Regions from separate parts of the Danio rerio genome. Here all the other regions are linked to region 1. The links are chromatin contacts, called in public Hi-C and HiCAR-type maps. All regions are on one chromosome and are shown on one strand. Each heading gives the region's core, a stretch centred on a gene start, on an enhancer-like site or on the middle of the called end of the contact. The rest is flanking DNA. Distances are from core to core; before and after follow the strand shown.

Region 1 (4,335 bases), core at 1,152-3,651:
TAGATTTTCTACCCTCCTAAAGGCTTCTTTCTCATTATGTAGCGAATACGAAAAGATATACTGCGTGACCTTGCGTTGTGTCCATGTCACTTCTCGCGTGTGTTTGGTTGTAAGATGTAGTTTTTGGACAGAGACAAAGTTGTCTGCGATTCTTCCTATCATAAAGTCATGCGGTGTGAAACCCCCTGTCGCCAATCCATCTTGCAGTGTTAACACAGCAGTGACTCAACACTAGTGCAGATAGTCATGTATTGTGAAAACACCTGTGACATGACTACTTTGAAAATGTTGCAGTCTGAACTTGGCCTTACTGTATATCAAATGCATGTACATTGTCATTCTAATCATTTCTGTTTTTTTTTTTTAATTACAAAAACCTTTAAAACAGTTAAGAAACTTTAAAATCTTTGAGAGAGAATACTCAGACATTTACATCTACATATGTCACCTTCAATTCACAGTTCAGATCTAGAGTCAGTGTCATTTGTGCATGTACCTGAGCGCTCCTGTAGCAGTTTCTCTGACCGTCAGGCTGTGATCAAGCAATAAAGGTCCAATTTTCCTCACTGCATCTCTTTGGAGGAATCCTGGTAAGGTTTGATTCTCCTGGACAATCCGAGAGATACTGGCACAGGCATACTCGCGCACATCTGCTGAGGGACTCTGCAACTAGAAACAAACAAACAAACAAACAAATAAATAAACACACACACACACACACACACACACACACACACACACACACACACACACACACACACACACACTATGAGAGTCACATTTAAATTAAGATATATCGGAATACCTCAATAGGGGCTGAGGAAAAACTGGCTGTTTCAAAGCTGAAGAGTCGTCTACAGCTTGCTTAACAGATACACTAGTCAGTTAAGCTGTGAACTGGAAGCTTGCTGACTCGTTTCCTCTATTCAACTTGCTACTATCCATTCATCCCATCATTCAAAGAGCAGACACACTTGCGCATGTGAGGGCATCACATTTTCACTGAAGATTTAATCATGGTGCATGATACTATCACAACATCATATGAAATGGTGAAAACAGGTACAGAAATAGAAAAAAACAACAACTCTGATTTATTGTACAGAGAGTTTTAGAGAAACTCAAAGTTTCAAACTAATTAAATTGCAAAAGGATTACAAAGAGTTCAATATACAATAAAGTTTGTGGTGGTAAATAAAAAAATTACTAACAATATTTAATGTAATGTAATGTATTTTTTTGTCAGCAACTAAGGCTATTTTCATGGGAAGAACATTTCAATAATAAATAAACAGTTAAGAACAACAAACAAATGAATGAATGAATACACAAGTTAAATAAGATTTTAAGTGTGAATACATAAGAATTCAAAATCTTTTCTGGTGTCACTTTGCTAAAATGTCCTTAAGAGAGTTAATTTCATAAAAAAGGCTTCTGATATCATTAAAAGCAGGACAGTCCAGTAAAATGTGTTTTACAGTAAGGGGAGTTGTGCAGAACAAACATTGAGTGGGGTCTTCATCTTTAGGTAAAAAGGCGTGAGTTTATCTTGTATGTCCAATGCGACATATGGTAAAAATCAACAATTAATAAATGACCTAAAATCAGTATTGACTTTGTTATGTAAATGTTAGTTTACAAATATACAGCTGAGCTTAATTCGTTATTAAATTTATTAAATAAAACAGTTGCAAGTTTTGATTTAAATGACTTGCTATATTAACATCATCTAATATGTGTTTTACAAGTTGTTTTCGCAAACTGTAGAGTTTAATTACCTAATGTTATCTAATGCTGACTTGCTGTAAAGTTTTAACAAATACCAGGTCTACCAAGAATCAGAGCATTATCAGTCAACATCTCTGCAAGTTTTTGGGCAGATTAACATGTCAAGATTTTGTTTCATATTAAAGTATCCAATGAAGCACATCAAAACAACAATTATCTGAATATTCTCAAAATGCACTGTAAAATATTGAACGATTAATAGTTTTTTCAAGGCATTTATGAGTGTTCATTATAACAATATCATGTTGTCTTTTCGACTATTATTAGACACGCTCAACACACAAGCCATATTTAGACACAAGTTACACTAATGTTGTTTAATCCACGTAATTCTGACATTCTGTTTTATAAAATAAAGCATTAAATATAAAAGAAATACTGTTGTGACAGTGGTGTCAGCTTACTTTTTCCAGTAGCTCAGCTGCCGGAGAGTCTTCTTCATCTTCTGCTTCTTCAACAGTGTTTTTAACAGCAGTTGCTGCAAGACCGTCGGGAGAAAACTGCGACCGTTTGAATTTAGGATTCTTTGTTTTTCCCATTGTTAACTGTTTTGACTACACTTGACGTGTAATATCAATTATCTTGTATTTTAAACTCGCGTAGACTCACAACACGAGCGACCATGTGGACGTACGTCGCTGCCGTAAAGTGAAATAAACTGTCGCGCGAAAACTGTCGTTGACAGTCGACAGCGCCACCCCGTGGAGCAAGCACGCTTCAGGTTTCATAGAGAAATCATAGAAATCATTGCACTCGACAAGAAGAGATCCTGGATGTCAAACGGTCAGTATCAACCCATGTGTTTCTCTGTCTGAAATACCCACCGAAGAAACCATGAATCTAAATCAAACCGATTTGATCTGTATACAGATAAACTACTCCAGGAGAGCCCATGTCTAATCTCAAACTGTAATTTAGCCAAGAGTGAATTTGTCCACATGGAGCTTCAGATCTGTCTGAACGGTCCCTCTCAGAAAACTTGAATAATGAACAAACCTGAAACTTAAGCATCCAAACCCTAACTGTAGAGAAATGAGTTAATATTACTCTCTACCTAAATGTAGGGGAGAATAGGCCATAAAGTGCTTCCTCAGTTTGTGAGTCATAAATCCATTTATGGTTCAGAGTATTTTACCCCAATTATTTTCAGACCAGCATATGAATATAGCAAGGGACCAGCAAAATAGAATCAAAACCTTTCCAGCATAATAGTTAATAGTATATGTATAGAAGTTTTGGGATTTTAAAAGATCTTAAAATAAGCTTCTCCTGCTTACCAAGGCTGAATTTATTTCATCAAAAATACAGTACACATTTTAAAAATTGTGAAATGTCCTTGTACTATAAGATAACAGTTCAAAAGTAATTTATCATTTAATTTAATAATTTATTCCAGTGATTTCAATGATGAATTTTCAGCTTCATTACTCCAGTTTTCAGTGACATGATCCTTCAGAAATCACTATTTTATTCATTCATTCATTTTCTTGTCGGCTTAGTCCCTTTATTGATCAGGGGTTGCCACAGCGAAATGAACCGCCAACTTATCCAGCACATGTTTTTACACAGCGGATTCCCTTCCAGCTGCAACCCATCTCTGGAAAACACATTTTTATTATTTATTATTATTATTAATATTAATGGTAACAGTAATAATGACTGGAGTAATAAATTCATTTGAAACTACATAAAATAACAAAGCAGTTATTTAAATTTTAATCATTAAATAGAAATTTACATTTACAATTTTTTACAATCGTTTTGCCACAAATTTCAAAATGCTTGGATAAATTAAACACAAGTCAAAGATACTTTGTTCATTGAACCAGGATCACCTGTTTAATATAACACAATTAAACATCAAATTGATCCCATTTCAAAGTCCAAATCAAACATTACATTTAAAATAAATGCATATTAATTTACTTAACATGATGTTATTATCAACTGAGACAGGCACTCAAAATGATAAATAACTGTTGCATTACTCTTGATGCATAGAAACTGATGTATAACATTACATGTTTAGATGATGAAAGTTTCAGGATAGATCAAATGACATCAGTTACCACAGAGGATGACCCAACTGGACTACATTTTCTATAGATTTCACCTTTATTCATCCTTATTCCATATTTATGGTTTCTTTGTTCCGTGTACCACTTTTACAGACAATGTTTTCATATTTGACATTACTACTGTATGTAAGAAAGCTCAATCACAGCAGACCAATGTCAGGCCTGAATTCACATTGACAGAAGGTTCTTTCCAAGATTTGTGACCAACGCAAACACCACTCTGATGTAGAGGAGAACCTGTGACCAAATCCACAAGACCAGACTGATGGAAACACAGATCCCAAAATCTGATATGTAGAAATACATGCAAATTACATATGTGGCATAATAGTTAGTTTGAATTTTACATATAAAAATGTCATACATGTCAAAATATTGCCATTTCTTCAACTATTAGAATTACAAATATGTTTATATAAGTTACGTAATCTATTATGTTATATATTTTACCCCTAAAAATATACCTATA
Region 2 (4,335 bases), core at 743-3,242, 230 kb after region 1:
GTTACATGCAAGCCTTTTGTCCGAAGTGATTCACACCATAAAACACTCAGAGCAGTAGGCTGGCCAGGAAGCAGTTGGGGGTTTGGCTCAAGGAAATCAACTCAAATGTGTTATTAAGTGTGGATGAGAGCGCTGGATATTCATTTCCAACAGCTAATCCCTGCCAGTGCTGGGACTCAGACCTGTGACCTTTGGATCACAAGTTCAACATTCTAACCATTAGGCCACAGCTGCCCCCTATTACTTAACCTAACAAACACTATAATAATAAATCTTTAATTATGTGCTAACAATGTCCACAATTCAAGCACAAATTGCACAATGGACACAATGATTAAATATCAGTAGTAGTTGTAGTAGTATTTTGTTATGTATGTGTGCTTTTATAGAGCATGGCACTAACAACACCAATATCATGGATTTTAATGCCTACAGAATGTATATGCTACAATTGATAAGAATTTACATAACTTTACAAAGTGTACCTCTTTCTTTAGATAATTTGCCCAAAAGTAAAAATTCTGTCATCATTTACTTACCCTTGATTTGTTTCCAATTAGTTTGTTGTTTGTTCAGTTGAACACAAAATAAAATATACTGAAGAATGCTAGAAAAACATCAACAGCAACAGACTTCTGTGCTGTTTGTTTTTCTTACTATGAATGTCAATAGTTACTAGGGGTGTAATGGATCACGGTTGATCCGTGATATGTATGGATTACAACACACAGTTTTGAACACATGCAACCCACGGATTAGGCTATAACGTTTTTTTTCCTTTTAGATTAATCCTACATTCTTAATGATCACAGAGAGATCATCTTTCACGTCATTCAAATCACTGAAAGCATTTAGGCTTTCCTGTAAAAATCAAATTATTACGGAAGAAGTTGTGGTAGGTTATGTGGGATGTGGTGGGTTTTTTAGGTTATTAAAGTTGTTTTCCGTCACTACTTGTTTCGCCTGCATTAGTGCATTTAGTCTAAGCTGTACAGTTAATCAATAAAAGATCAGGATCTAAATTATAAATGATGGTGATTTGCATATGTTTATTTATCCTTCAAATTGCTGCATTCAAATCAACGTTTGAAAAACGCAAAAATCAACAGTTTATAGCAGCGGTGTCAAACTTTGGAGGACTGCAGCTCTGCAAAGTTTAGTTCCAACCTTAATTAATCAAACCTGATCAAACTAATTGAGTTCTTAAGGCTTGTTTGAAACCTACAGGTAAGGTTGTTCTCACACTAGTTGCAGTTGTCTTGAACCGTGCCGAAGCACGAGTGTACCCCGCCCCCTCTCCCCCAACGGCCTCCACTCACTTCAGAGTTCGAAGCGTCACAGAAAGTGACGTCACCCGACCTGTTACGGTTTTGAGGTGTCACAGCTTCATTACACCACTAATGTTTACCAGTTTTCAACATTGTTCAAAATATTATTTTTAAATATTTGTGTCATCAGTTAATCTGGCCCGCATTAAAATATAAGGGTTAAATTGCTTCATTTGGTCACGGTCTTGAAACATGACAAAAGGAACGGTCCATTCAGGTGTTTTAAAAATGGCCCTGATGTAGCAGATAAACAACCTGTTACCAGAAATACCTGATTTAGCTGACTCAGTGAGGGAATTCTTCCCGTGTAAAAGGGTGAGACAGGAAATGCCGCTTCACCACAAGTACATTCTGCTGCTGTGGAGTCATGACACTGGATTTGATTTCATACTTTTAATCCACCTCAATATATCCCACACACACCACACCCAGAGCAGCTCTGTGCGTCTTCAGCTGGCTGAAAGGTAATGTAAACCAGGGCTGCTGAATTATGCTCATCCTCTGTAAATCACAGTTTTGGCCATTTTTCCTGTCAAACCCCGTGCCATTTCTACCACCATAACTACTGACAGAAATGGGAGAGACATGCCTTTTAGGCTGTTGTTTGGTGTGCGTGTTAATATGCCTGTGCATGTGTGTGTGTGTGAGAGAGAGAGTGAGAGATGGAAAGAGAGGTAGAGTGAGACTGACAGCGCTAATTATGAATGGAGACAGTCTGAGGGTGTTTTTGTGAAGAGAAGGAAAACACATGCATACAGACAGGCAAAACACAAAGAACTAAACTAAATGTCGTCCTCAGTTTAAACCGATTTTAAATGCTTGAAAATGCTTAATGATGGCTGTTTTTTATATTGTTCTTTATTCTTTTAACCAGTCCTGAACAAATTGATGCCATTTATGTGGAGTTCAGTGTATTTATTTGTTATCTTGTTCATCTTCTGGATTATAAACTGCTAGGCTAGTCTTAAAAATGAATTTGTAATGGTCATATTAAACAAGTGTAATGTGTTTAGAAGCATAGTGGGATTAAATGTGATTACAAGTTAAATACAACATTTATTTAATGCAGTAGTTTTTATTTTTTGACCCTCATACTGTATATTCAATACTGGAAAATAATGAAATGTACCTGCTTCTTTTTTTCTATTCATTACCAAAACTAAGAGTAGTAATGTATTAATGAAACTAATTATTACATAATCAATGCTGTAAATCGGAAAATATGTTGAGTAGTTATGGATATTTTTGGTAGTAGTAATACTGTAGCAGCTTTAATGTTTATTATTCATAAATATTAATTTCTCTGCAATTTTTGCATGTTTAATTATTATAAAGCTTGAAACAACTTCAAAAAAAACTAATTATACATAATATTATTTAGGTGAATGTTCAGATTAAATTTTTGACTATTGAATAACAAATTTATAACCATAGTTGTACTACAGGTACCATATTTAATCTATGGTGAGTGGTTAGCACTGTCACCTCACAGCAAGAAGGTTGCTGGTTCGAGTCCCAGCTGGGTCAGTTGGCATTTCTGTGAAGAGTTTGCATTTTCTGCTCGTGTTGGCGAGGGTTTCCTCCAGGTGCTCCGGCTTCCCACACAGTCCAAAGATGTGCGGTATAGATCCGCTGTGTAAAACATATGCTGAATAAGTTGGTGGTTCATTCCGCTGTTGTGACCCCTGATGAATAAAGGGTCTAAGCAGTAGGGGAAAAAAATGAATAAACAAATTGCCAGGAGGGCTGGCTGAGAACCACTGGCATAATGTGAATCAGTTTTCTTACATGTAGTGTTGATAATTGAACTGAGCAAACTCAAAGTATGAAGTTTCCAGATTCAGGATTGTGCTTATGTACGTGCAATTAAGGTTAGTTGGGTTTGTTTTACACACACAGGTGCATTTAGACCATTTGGATTGATTACATTTCTTGTTTTATCAGGAAATGTTTTCCAGAAGTTTATCATGTCATTATGATGTATTGCTTGTGGTGGAGAATGACGATGTGATAGGCTTGTGTTGCTTTCTCGGAGACAAGGCAAGGCTACCAGTCTTCATGAATAGACAATCAGGCTGATTTGCTTTACAAAAAAAGATAAACCAGAATGTGGTGGACCATGATGCACATCTGAGTAGCACACTCTTGAATTTGCAATCTTTTTGTTGAAATTACAATAAAATACCCTCATTTTTTAATCAAACAAACTGAAAAATATTATAACTTAATTGCATATTTTTCTTGAAAGCACAAACACAAATTTGAGGATGTACTCCCAATCAAAAACTCAAACACTCAAAATATGACTTTTGCAGCATGTTGAAGCTACTTATTTAAAATGAGTTTAAACAACACAATTCCTAAACAAAAAATGACAACTTAATGAGACAACTTAATTGTTTTATGTTCAATCCACTTAAATTTGTAAAAGGAGTGATTAAGTTAACACAACACAAAATCTTTTTTTGCTGTGTATTTTTTGTTAACTTCTACAGAAATTAATTACACATTTGATCAATATGACCAGCATATTCAGTCTGTGAAGTTAAAATGTGTAAAAGTTTGTCAAACATGAGAAATGCACAACTGTACATATTCTTCCTTATAAACATTATTATTTTTACTAAAATAATTATGTTAAAACAACCACGTATTTTAGAGTGTACTTGTGTTTTGTGAAAGAAATATTTATATATATATTAGGGCTGCATGATATTGGGGAAAAAAAACTATATATATATATATGTGTGTGTGTGTGTGTGTGTGTGTGTGTGTGTGTGTGTGTGTGTGTGTGTGTGTGTGTGTGTGTGTGTGTATAGCAATATTTTAATTTTCTGCTATTTATATTTATATATATTTATATTGCAATATTTCACCAACTTGATGTTCTTTGAGATGATTTTGTAAAGTGCTTTTGTAGAAAAAATTATTTACAAATTACCAGCATAGATAACTAGAGCAACAATATCAATAAACACTATTCATGTACAGAAAACAAAATAATCTA
Region 3 (4,335 bases), core at 1,279-3,778, 170 kb after region 1:
AAGTGATTATTTACCTTAAAGTTTGAAACCCCTGGAGCTGAATGAATTCTGCAAATGCCTTCTTGTATTCAGGTAAAAGACAAATGATGTGAAAGTTATCATTTAACCTGTAAACATTTTTCTTTTACTAGTCTTAATCTAGCTGATTCTGGTTTCCAGCTTACTCAAACATCAGATATATATGTGCAGTTGAACTCAAATGACTTTTGAGCGCCACCTATCGGTGTCGAGAGAATTACAAGAAGCATGGAGTGTGTTGCTGCACACCGGGTCTGATGCTTCATAAAGTCGCACGAATTAGACACTGAGAAACAAAGTATTACTTAGACAATATAGCAACACATGTACACATACACAGAGATGAAGTTACAAATGTTAGTCAAAATGACAAGGCAACGAATGAGACATAAAACAATGTTTAATTCATACTTTTTGGCATATATATTTATATTTATATATAATGTTCATTTAAAATAAACATAATAAACGTTTGTATAACATTTGCCATACGCAGTTTGTAAAAAAGTGCTTCCTTTTTCTTGCTGTGTATTTCTGTCCAAAGGTTCAGTCAGTGATGATCAAAAGGCACTGAAACCATCTCTGCTCGAGTGTTGTACAAAAAAGAGAGAAAGAAATAAACAGTTCGCATGAAATGCACACGCTTACAGAGCAAGACAGGACTTCACTGCAAAACCAGTGAGAAAGCACACGGTGACAGTCCACCGAAATTATTCTGACAGCAACAAACATTGCATAGAAATATGCACCCTTTCACATTTTTATCAATCATATTGCATAAATACAAAGCGTTTACTTTAAAAGCTGTATACTGACAAGCATTTTACAGATCAGTACCCGAATCATGGCAAAATGTTCACAATGTAATGCGCTTCATAGAGTCGCGTTCGGACGACATAGTGCACACAGTCTGAGTTATGAATGACAACTTGCCTACCACAGTAAAAACCAATAAGTTCCAGTCCTATGCTTTGGCATTTTGTCTATTACCGTCCATGGAACAACCCCACCCACCCCTGCTTGATATATAAATTCAACAATATCATACAGTGGGTGTTATGCTGCAACAGGTATGGTAGAAAGCCTGCTATGGCAGAAACTTTTCTGTTTGCCAAAAGGGCAGTTCAGGTTTGTTATGAAAGTTGGTAACTTGAAAAGCATGAAAAGTAGACTGACAGGGTAAAATCATGCCCATTAGCTGCACTGATATGCTTAGCGTAGCTAACACACATTCCTAACAGGACTACACCAGCATGTATTAGTCCTAATGTGTAGATGAGCTTATCGTTTCTTTCTTTGTTTTTGTACAAAAGGCACATGTATACCGCAGCTGCCTGGCTCCTATAGAAACACTTTCAGAACGTGTCAGCGGTTATCCAGCAGACGAAAAAAATCACGCAAAAGTTACTTCAAAAGTCAAGCTCGCTCCGTTAAGCGCAGTTGCCCATGGCTTTGACAAACGAGCCGTCGGGGAGCTGCCTGAAGATGCCCCGTAACGTCTCCAGTTCTCGCGTGAGGTGTTCCACCCTCTTGCGCAGTCTATCGTTATCCGCCGATAACTCGATCACTTTTTGTTGCGTCTCCACATTGCGCATTTTCGCCTTGTCCCGACTCTTGCGCACGGCTATGTTGTTGCGCTCCCTCCTCAGCCTGTACTCGGTGCTGTTCTTGTCGACGTGTTTCTTGGATTTCCCTCGATCGCCAATCTTCATGGAGCCCCCCGGCAGGTGGCTGTGCTGGTGGTGCGGACTAGGTACGGGCGTCGGGGGAGGTGTGGGATGGCCCGGCTGGAGATGCATGGTGGTTTGCGCGCAGTGCGCGATCTGGTGCTGAAGGTAGGACAGATGCGGCGCGTGGTGTTGAGAGTGGTGGTAGGTGGGTGGCATCGAGTCGCCAAGCTCATCTTCCTCCCGAGGCTCTTGTTTGATGGCCACGGGTCTCATTCTTGCTTGGCTGTCGTAGATGGGTTCTAGTTTGGAAGAATCCATGTAGCCGTTCAGGCAGCCATACATCTGCGGGGCCCCCGGCGCGCCATTGGCACCGTGGTGGTAGTCGTAGTCTCCGCTCGCCAGTTTGAGCTTCTCTTGCTTGGAGCTGTTGTGGAATAAGTCAGCCAGGAACTCGTCGTTGAAGGCAGACGGATCAATGTAGGCGCTGATGTCGATGGAGTTCTCGTTCTCGCAGATCTCGCTCAGGTCTCCAGCGGTGTCTTTGTAGATGTAGGGGTTCTGCTGATTCTGTACAAGGCTGGTCATTAGTGGCCGTGGGGCGACCTCGTAGAGGTTTGCTTGCTCCATGGAGTATCTAAAACCCGCCAGACATGGTGAAGAGCTCCGGGAATCCAGCTTGGTCGCAGTACCGGAGAAAGCCGTGCTGGCTGCAAGTTCTCTGGACAGGTGAGTAAGCAACCTGTCGTGACTGTGCACTTGGCGGTAAAGTGGATGCGAGTTTAAAGGCTGAAACGCCACACGGGATCTCCTTTAAGATGACACTTGCAACCTCAGTGTGTGAGCTTCACGTCTGTCAAGTACTTTTCTGAGTGCACTTATATAGTCTTTGGAGTTTGGAGGGCGGTCCTAATGCTTTCCTGAGTGATCTGTGCGCGAGAGCGCAGCGGACGCACTGATAGACCTAGAACTACATAAATGTTATTATTACCGGATGAAAAAAATATATATATATACATATTATCGTTTTATGCTGATTAAAATAGTTATTAAAACAAGGCGTCTTTGTTTTTTTCATATTAACTGTTTCTTAACGTTTTGATGCTCAAATAGGTGCAAGTGGGAAATGTGCAGGACTTTGGACGTTTTGGGGTGTGTGAGTAATTCAAATTGAATTTGCAAGAAATTTGCACTGGGGAAATGATTTTCGTTAGGAGAGAAGAGGTAAGCGCGGACTGAAGGATGAGAGCAATTACAACGACAAACATTTACGGAGAACTGTCGCTCAGCACCTTCTGAATGAAACACAAATTAACGTAGAAGCATCTTTCAATAAACTGGATGTAATGATTTTTTAGGTGTACAATAATGCACAATAGCCTAATGACACATGACATTTTCTGATAAATACATAACATAATTTATTCACACACAAATAAACATTCAAAAGTGAGATTTGGGCATCCCCTTGAAGATTTAAATTAGATTAGATTAAAATGGGTTTGCTGGTCGCTTCAACATAATTGTACTGTTCATAAACGCTAGGGAGAATGTTTGCGCACAACAATGAATACGCCGCCTTTGCCAAAACCAACAGAGCATCACATGTCTCCCCATAGTGCGAGAAAAGCTGAGGAACTTGACAATTGCGCTGAAGTTGGAGCGTGAGGATCGGGCATTAATCAGTGCGTGCGCAGTATGGGAGCTCCCTCTATTGTTACAGCGCGGGCCTGGCACCTAAAGAATGAGACGAGAAACCAACAGACATGCCGCCAGCAATAGATAAGTTATAATTGACCTTTTTCCCTATTGTTTACAATTGTATTACTTAAGCAGGAACTGGACATGTTCATGTTAGAGCCCTGCATGAGCTTAACGAGTTGTTGCATGCCATTAATTAAAGAAATGTAGTACCTGATGGTAAGGTCCATGATTTACTTGCAACAGAATACAAAATAAATAAACAGGGGAAAAGAAATGTGATAAATTAAAGATGGACCTAAAATATTACTCATGAATTGAAGTTGTTTAGCGAGATAGACACAAGCTTCTATGAGAAGGCTATTTTTAGGTTTTCCAGATATAAAATGAAAATGCTATGTAACAAAAAGCTGGAACATTAAAATTATTTTTACTTACCCTTACACGTGGAGTTACTACAAAAAGACACAGTTAAACTACCACAAATGAACAATGATTTGGCTACTCTTAAAGTTTAATGTTAGCAATACTGTCGGTAAAAACTGCAATCAATTGGCAATAAAAAACATGGTTAACTTACCACAATTTTACTATAGGCTAACCATTTTTAGGGGTAATTTAGCCCAGCTCTCCTTTCTATTTTAATAGTTTCTTAATGTACTATAGAATATTAATCTGCATTTATGCATGTAACACAATTCATAATTCATAAATAATGAGTAAATCTTATGTTTTCATTTTCATTGCAAAAAATAAAGCTATATTTTACATTGTTTAGTATTCTTGACAGATCTCAAGCTGTAATGCATAAAAACGCCTCAAACAGAGATGTGCAGCCTGATTGGTTCTCGGACATGTCAATCAAAGAGTGCATTTCGTCATTTTTCCAACCCTCTGGTTTGATTGGCTGCAAGAGTAGATTTCCCTACATGGTCACAAGATTTCGCAA

The links. Hi-C and Micro-C count contacts between places; a contact is called where the count stands out from the background. HiCAR-type assays count read pairs that join an accessible place to other places.
Region 2: a contact with region 1 is called in a HiCAR-type map of caudal fin, with 11 times the contacts expected there. The contact joins the enhancer-like site here to the promoter of heatr3 in region 1.
Region 3: a Hi-C map of hematopoietic stem cells shows a contact between it and region 1, with 5 times the contacts expected there. The contact joins the promoter of cebpa here to the promoter of heatr3 in region 1. A contact is called at or near these places in 8 of 18 Hi-C or Micro-C datasets (caudal fin, embryo, fibroblasts and 3 more) and 3 of 4 datasets of contacts at active chromatin or transcription factors (caudal fin, embryo and gastrula embryo).

The regions. Positions count from the first base shown.
Region 1 is chr7:38,131,046-38,135,380 of GRCz12tu, forward strand. It overlaps heatr3 (HEAT repeat containing 3), which reads right to left and starts at 2,402. Exons shown (of 15, transcript NM_200889.1): 1 at 2,193-2,402; 2 at 497-669. The coding sequence starts at 2,327. LOC141375405 (a long non-coding RNA gene) reads right to left here. Exons shown (of 5, transcript XR_012383413.1): 5 at 3,484-4,335.
Region 2 is chr7:38,363,514-38,367,848 of GRCz12tu, forward strand. No RefSeq gene overlaps it. Among named protein-coding and RNA genes, the nearest start is that of abcc12, 39 kb to the right of the region's middle. Within about 2 kb of position 1,993, at least 4 of the 62 cell types and tissues checked have an H3K27ac peak or open chromatin away from gene starts, as enhancers often do. A contact at or near this core is called in caudal fin, where this site is marked.
Region 3 is chr7:38,299,507-38,303,841 of GRCz12tu, forward strand. It overlaps cebpa (CCAAT enhancer binding protein alpha), which reads right to left and starts at 2,529. Exons shown (of 1, transcript NM_131885.2): 1 at 1-2,529. The coding sequence starts at 2,315. The coding sequence ends at 1,449. All of the region lies in intron 2 of LOC141375405 (a long non-coding RNA gene), which reads right to left. It overlaps cebpg (CCAAT enhancer binding protein gamma), which reads left to right and starts at 4,324. Exons shown (of 3, transcript NM_131886.2): 1 at 4,324-4,335.